2 separate regions of the Athene noctua genome follow, and region 2 is linked to region 1. A link is a contact called in public Hi-C data. All regions are on one chromosome and are shown on one strand. Each heading gives the region's core, a stretch centred on a gene start, on an enhancer-like site or on the middle of the called end of the contact. The rest is flanking DNA. Distances are from core to core; before and after follow the strand shown. Region 1 holds the start of LOC141964794 (ligand of Numb protein X 2-like). Region 2 holds the start of LOC141964613 (homeobox protein CDX-1-like).

Region 1 (3,462 bases), core at 893-3,392:
ATCACACAGCTCTGGCCTGCTGCTGACTGCTGTTCCCTCCCCAGACCTGACCTTAATTGCACAGAGTCTCAGACCAGCCAAACACTTTATTGCTAAAATCTTTTTTTGTTCAGAACGGTTGGAAGAAGTGATGCTATCCAGACTTCTCAGCCATCTCAGCCTTGGTGCTTCAAAGTAAATTCTGCAAATGATTAATTTAGTCTAATCGAAATCGATGGTTTTGCAAATCTAGATCACAATTCTTAGTCAAGCTCTACAAAAATACCTTACACTTCATGTCCTGTGGTAACATGGATCTCGAGCAAAGATGTGTTGCTGGTGTTCCTCGGTTCCATTATATTTCCAACAGTGATCTAAATTAAAAGAAAGGGTCTTGTTGCATTTTCGGTACATGGTGCATCTCCCTACTGTCTCACCTTTGCAACACAAAGATCCTCTCGCACACTAACAAGCATAGCTCACAGCCCCTCATTCAAAGACTTCAATAGACAAAAACAGGGAACATAAAGATTTTGTAAGGTAGCAAAGAACCAAAATGATTACATAGGAAATTTAACAGAAGATGGGTAAATTGAGCCAAATCAGTCCATGTCTGAAATAAAAGACAATCTCCTCTCTGCACCAACATTTCTTGAATAGTCTTACTTGAAGAACACAGACCCCTAGCCCTACTAAAGCAGAGAAGGTATTTTCAAGGCCTTGAAAGCACTTACTCCTCTCTCCATTTAAGTCTACTTCAGCAACTGTGGGACATGCCTAAATGATCAAATGCAGACAGGCGTGTGCTATTACCTATGCCAATGTACAAAGCTTTCCTTCCTAATAGATCTTCCTCTAAAACTATGGCTTGATGTTCTATATTTTTGTTCTTTATTGGCAGAAATGTCATTTTCTTTATTACTCATGACCCTCTTGACTGCAGTAAGAGTATTTCCAAGGCTGTGTGATGAACCAGAGAAAGAAATTATAACCCAGAAAATACTATGGGTTGGGGGTTGGTTTGATTTGGGGTTTTTTTGGCTTGAAACTGTTCTAATTCACTGTGTGGACTTAAATGAGATATGGTACAAAGAAAGGGATGATACACATCCAGGAAGGTCTCTTCCTCTGGGATAAACTCATAGCTTGGACATGCTAACACAGCTTGAAAACTTTCAGGCCCCACCTGGTTTGGCACTTTGCTGGTTTGAAGCATGAGGGCTACAGGGAGCTGCCTAAACAGGAGTGCTGGAAGTTGGACCTATTTCCTGTTCATAGTAACAGCACAGAAATTAGCACTCTGTTGTCTCCAGTGCCATCCCTTCCCTGGCTCTTACCAGCCCCAAAGTGGCACGAAGTGCCCCGCAGTCCCATGGCTTCCTCCCACAGCACGACAGCTGATCAGCAACCACCTCACTAACTTCCTAGACTTCTACGATTTGCCTTGCCAGCAAATTAAATGCAAGTGCAAGCCAAATACTTCTGAATTGTCAGTATTTCTGTTTATCACTGAAAGCGGGCAGAATGCAAATAAATAATTTCTCCTCAAATTCTGTCCTTTTTTTTTTTTTTTCTTTCAGCTCGCTGAACTAGTTTGCTCCTTGCACTCGAGCAGCATCAGATTTTGCACTTTATTTTATTTTACAGGGGTTTTTTTTTGTAAGGCAGAGGCTTAAGGGCACTGCTGGGGTGGGCAGAATCACTTCAGCCCACAAGCAGAGATGTCGCTAGGCGAGGGCAGAGGCCGCTCCCCACAGGGCCGGGGTCCCCGGGCCGGGTCCCGCCCTGAGGTGAGCCCCCAGCCCCTGCCCTCCGCGGCTGTTTCACCGGCTCACCGCGACCGGACAGCGGGGCAGAGCCGCCCCAGCCGCCCGCCGCGGCGGCCCCGCCAGCCCCGGGGCCGGGCAGAGCCTGAGGGGAGCGGGAGAGCCCGGCGCAGGCGGCCGAGGACAACAAGGCGCCCCGCGTCGGCCCGGCGCTCTCTGGCGGGGCTGGAGCGGGGCTGCTGGGGCTGTGGGCGGCCCGGGCCGGCCCGAGGAGGAGGGGAGCGCGGCGGGGAGGGCAGGGCTGAGCCGTGCCGGGCGGGCGGGCGACACCTGGGCGGCTGCGCTGCCTCCTCCTCTCACGTAGGTTTCGACTTTCTTCCCCGCCCGGAAACTTGGTGGAGGAGCCGCGCTTGCCGCCGTCGCAGGCCGAGTTGGCGCTGGGTTTCCTTCGCCTTCTCCCTCCCCTTCCCGGGGGCGAGCGAGCCCCCTTCCCGCCCCCGGCGCCTGCAGGTGAGGGGGGGCGGCGGGGTGTGTGTGTGTGTGTGAGGGGCGCGGGGTTCCCGCCGCGGCTGAGGGGCGGGAGGCCGCGGGGGGTCGCGGATCCGCCGTGGAAGCGGCGGAGGGCGGCAGCTCCTGCCCAGGCGCCCGGTTCTCCCGGCCGAGGGTTTCCCAGCCGTGACCGAGCGAGGGGGGAGAGTCAGCTGGGGCTGGTATCCTCACCCCGTGCGGTAAGCACGGCTGGGGCTGGGCAGCGCAGGTGACGGCTGCCCGCCCGCCCGCCTGCCCCCGGGGTTTAACTCTTCCGAGGTCGGTCAGGCAGGCAAGCAGCACTCGGGCCTGGGCCGGACACCCCAAACTCGGCGTTCTGGCCGCTTGTGTGGGTCGGAGGAGGACGCTCGGGCAAAATTCCTTGGCTAGCAGATGGAGAGGTATTAAGTTGGCAAGTTTCTGGTGCCGTGCTGGTAATTAATGCAGAAAAAGCCTATAAATAGGAGCTGAGATAACAGGCAAAGGAGAGTAACGTGATGATGTGGACATTTTGGAAATGCCTTAAAGGTAAGAAATACAGGTGATGTGAAATATGAAGTAGTGCTCTGGAGAGGTTTGTAAGAGGCTTGGAAAGAAACGTTTAAGGGATGCTACATGACTGGAATGCTTTTTATTTAGGAGTTTTTCGTGGGGCATTTAAAGCGAGGTGGGGCCATGTGCTGCTAAAAGGGACGATCCCACTCTGCTTCGCTGCTCGGTTGTGTGCACTTGACCTCTCTCTACTTCTGACATTAGCCTCTTTATCTGATTGAAAACGAACAGAACAGGCAGCTGCCAGCTGATGCCAGCATAGGAGGTGGCAGGGAGAGCGGGACTGCCCCTTTCGGTGGCAGTGTAGGCTTAGTTTGCTTTAAACCATGCTTGAAATAGCACTTTCAATTCCTTGAGTGTTTTTTTTGGTCCTACTTTACCTTGGTAAAGTAAGGAATGCAAAATGAATATTTCCCTATTGCTTAACAAGCCAAAAGGGGTAATATTTTCACTTTCTGCTCCAGGTTTTTAGCCAAGGCGAAAGGACCAGAACTGTATAAAGACTCCATATGAAACGCTATTCCAGCTCAAGTGCAGATAGTAAGTGTTGAGGGGGGTCTCTGCTGTGGAAAGGGTATGTCAGGGCAGGGTCACGGTGTACAAGCCTATGGAGATAGTAGGCAGCCGTGGGAAATTT
Region 2 (3,196 bases), core at 587-3,086, 130 kb after region 1:
AGTATACAGTGAAGAATAAATATGATTTTTAAAATACAAACTTTTTTGGGGGGGGGGGGGGCAAAATTCTTATTCACACAGAGTAACAACCTACTCTGATTGTCCTGTTGACTTCTATGGACTCTCTATGAACTAAAGTTGTGTTCAGCAGGAATGAAGATGACTCCATCTGCCTATATTAATTAGATGCATTATTTTAATACAGACAATTTTTCTATGTAGTTGCTTTCATTTTTCTAAATGTTTTAAGTAATTACTTTTCTATTGGAGACTGATTCAGTACTTTCTTTGAAAACTGTTATTTATAGGCATGTGTGGAACAGAGCTGGGGTGGGAGGAAGGGCTGAAAGGAAGGGAACCTTCCTGGGATGTAATATTGAAATACTGTGAGCATCTCTTTAGGGGGGGTATTGAGCATCCTTAATTTCTACTGATCTCCATGCATGTGAAAGCTGCTCAGCACCTCAGAGGATCAGATACTTTTATATAGCAGATTGTGCCTCTCTTCTTTTCAGGCAGTTTTTCCTCTTTCTTTTCCTTCTTCACTTTCTTGTTTCATAATTTTTTTTCTATTCATACAAGGTACAGATTTTTGTTTTAAGGATGCTCAATATATTTTTTTCTATTGTTCTTAACTGCAATCAAACAGAACCTTTTCCTCATGCTTCATGACTTATTTTTACAGGTTAAATATGATTGAAGAATTGTTTTGTACTCCTCAACTATTATGCATCAGAGACTGATCTGTTGTTGTATTAACTGATTTTGTTACCATGAATCTTTATATTCCTGCATATTCTGAGAGCTACTACTACAAAGTGAAGCGAGCCTTTCCTTATCATTCCTGTTTTTAAAGCATTGACTCATTGTTTGATCTTTCAGATCTCATTTCATTTCAGTGTTCTAAGGTTTACAGAGGTTGTTTCTAATACAAAACCTTATTTCCAACCCCCTACTGTATATATTTTACTTGAAATTTTCGTATGTACTCTAAAACATGAGGAAAATAAGCACAGTATAGGTAGTGGAGAAATATGATACTTTGATCACAATTTCTTTCTGCAGACATGCTGCTTCATTCCAATCTATAGGACTCCTATTAAAAGCAATTATTTGATATCACAAATGTTTTTACCATATCTGAAGTGCAAATACTTCGCTGTCAAAGGACATTGCTTTTCACTTGGCTCAGCATTAAAGATCAAGAAGGAAAAATAAGATGTGGTCAGCTGATCAAAACCAGCATCCAATAATCGAACCAACATTTAACTGCTAGCAGTTAGGATCTTTCTTTGTTAAACTGCATGCTTCCCTCTAAGCAGGGAAGATGGCAAAAAAAAACCCCAACAATGAAAAAAAAAAAGTAGAATTTCTTCTTGGCATAAAACCTCAGTGCCCTCATACCTGTAGAAGTAGATTGCACCGTTTTCCTCATCCATTCGTAAGAGCTGTGCCTTTGGCTGTTGGGAGAGATTTGCTGTGTATTAATTGTATCTACAGGAGGTAACCCCCCAGATCCAGCAGGATGGAGGGAGCTGTAATCAGCAGAACTGTAGGAGACCTGTCCAGGAGACGAGCCATTGATCTGTGCAGCAGCAACAGTGCTGGAAGGTCCTGGGCCGTAAGCGTTCCAGTCCTCCCTCTGTGGGCCATAGGGCGATCCCCATGTTCCTGCAGGCTGTCCATGGGTGTCCAGAGTTGGCACAGGATGATATCCCATGTAATCTGAATAGGGTGGAGTAGACACAAAGTTTTGCACTGGCAGGTTGTTGCTGCTGCACCTTGCAGATCCTGGATACATGCTGGTTTCTTTATCCAAAAGATAACTCACATACATGATGCTCACAGCCTGGCTTTGTCTTGCTGGGACATCCTGCTCCTCACAGTGTTTGTTTGATCTCTCTTCCCCTCCTCTTTCTTTCTCTCTCTTTTCTAGCCCTGACTGGCTCTATAAATGACTCATGCTAGCCCTGATGTCCCTTTACTACACATGATTAACAATGGTTTTACCAGGTGCTGGTGGTAACAGTTTACTAAGGTCCTGCCTGATGTCACAGATAACTGCCTGCCCCAAAATTACATTTGCATTCAAATGAAGGGCTGACCATGCAGGCAACCCCACCTTGCTGCTAGTTCTAGTGCTTCCTTTCTCACAGATCCTTTATGTATTACCATCCCGGTTCTATACTTTTTGAATGTAGTTTGAAATCTTGTAGTCTTCAAGCAGAGTTGCATACATAGTTAACCAATAACTGTTCAGGCAGTAGAAGTAGTATTTTTCTTGAGCAATATATGTCAGAATCTAACTTCAGGCACTAGGTTATAGTTAAAGCCTGATATCTGTTAGTCCAGTACTTCTTTTGTTAGAATGTGCTATATTATTTTTTAAAACTGAAAACAAAGGACCAGTTCAGTCTTTAACTGCAGCTCTTACATAGTTTCTCACATGAACACTCTTCTTGACTTCAGCTCTTAGTCCATGTGGGAGAGCACTCAGAAACCACAGTAATCCTGCTGATTTTAACATTACAAAGGGTATACAAGAAGTCTCATAGTCATTTTGAGCATTTGTTCATACGAATAGTCTTGTTGATGTTAGCAAGCCTATTCATGAGCTGGCTGCTTGCCACTGATTGAAGTTTCTCTGTTCTACCTTACAATGTTAACAGAAAGAGAATCTGTTATTGAGAGAATGCAAAATTTGTCACTTTCCCTATGCTTATGATATTGAAATGAGTGGTAGTTTTCCCTAAAGGTTTTTCTGTTCTCATTGCTGTGCTTGTTCACAATAAGTAACAACTTTTCTTAGAAATATGGTAACAAATTCTAGCTTTTTAACTCAAAAAAGCAATTTCCTAACTTTCAGGAGCAATCCTATGTTTGTAAGTAACCAACTCCTGTGAGATTATCTGTAACCAGGAATGAGGAGAGCAAGTGTTGATTTCTTTCTTTTTTTTTTTTTTTTTTTTTTAAATGAGATGGATACCTTAGCATTGTCTCTTAATGAGAATTTACTGTTTTCATTCCTGTTCCTTTAATGATGTGATACTTAATTGCACCTTTATTAATGAACCAACTTGTTAAAAGTATTTTTCTTAAACAGGTGCAAAGTATAATGAGCTTTTTCTTTGTTCAGAGGTGTATTTTTTCCATGAGAGTCTTTTGCACTTTAACACCATTTAGACTTACAGGTTCT

Evidence for each region. A called contact is a pair of places that touch in the nucleus more often than the background predicts.
Region 2: a contact with region 1 is called in a Hi-C map of heart, with 2.8 times the contacts expected there. The contact joins the promoter of LOC141964613 here to the promoter of LOC141964794 in region 1. A contact is called at or near these places in 2 of 2 Hi-C or Micro-C datasets (heart and liver).

The regions. Positions count from the first base shown.
Region 1 is chr11:11,814,901-11,818,362 of bAthNoc1.hap1.1, forward strand. It overlaps LOC141964794 (ligand of Numb protein X 2-like), which reads left to right and starts at 2,143. Exons shown (of 11, transcript XM_074915545.1): 1 at 2,143-2,255.
Region 2 is chr11:11,950,139-11,953,334 of bAthNoc1.hap1.1, forward strand. LOC141964613 (homeobox protein CDX-1-like) reads right to left here and starts at 1,837. Exons shown (of 3, transcript XM_074915222.1): 1 at 1,405-1,837. The coding sequence starts at 1,837.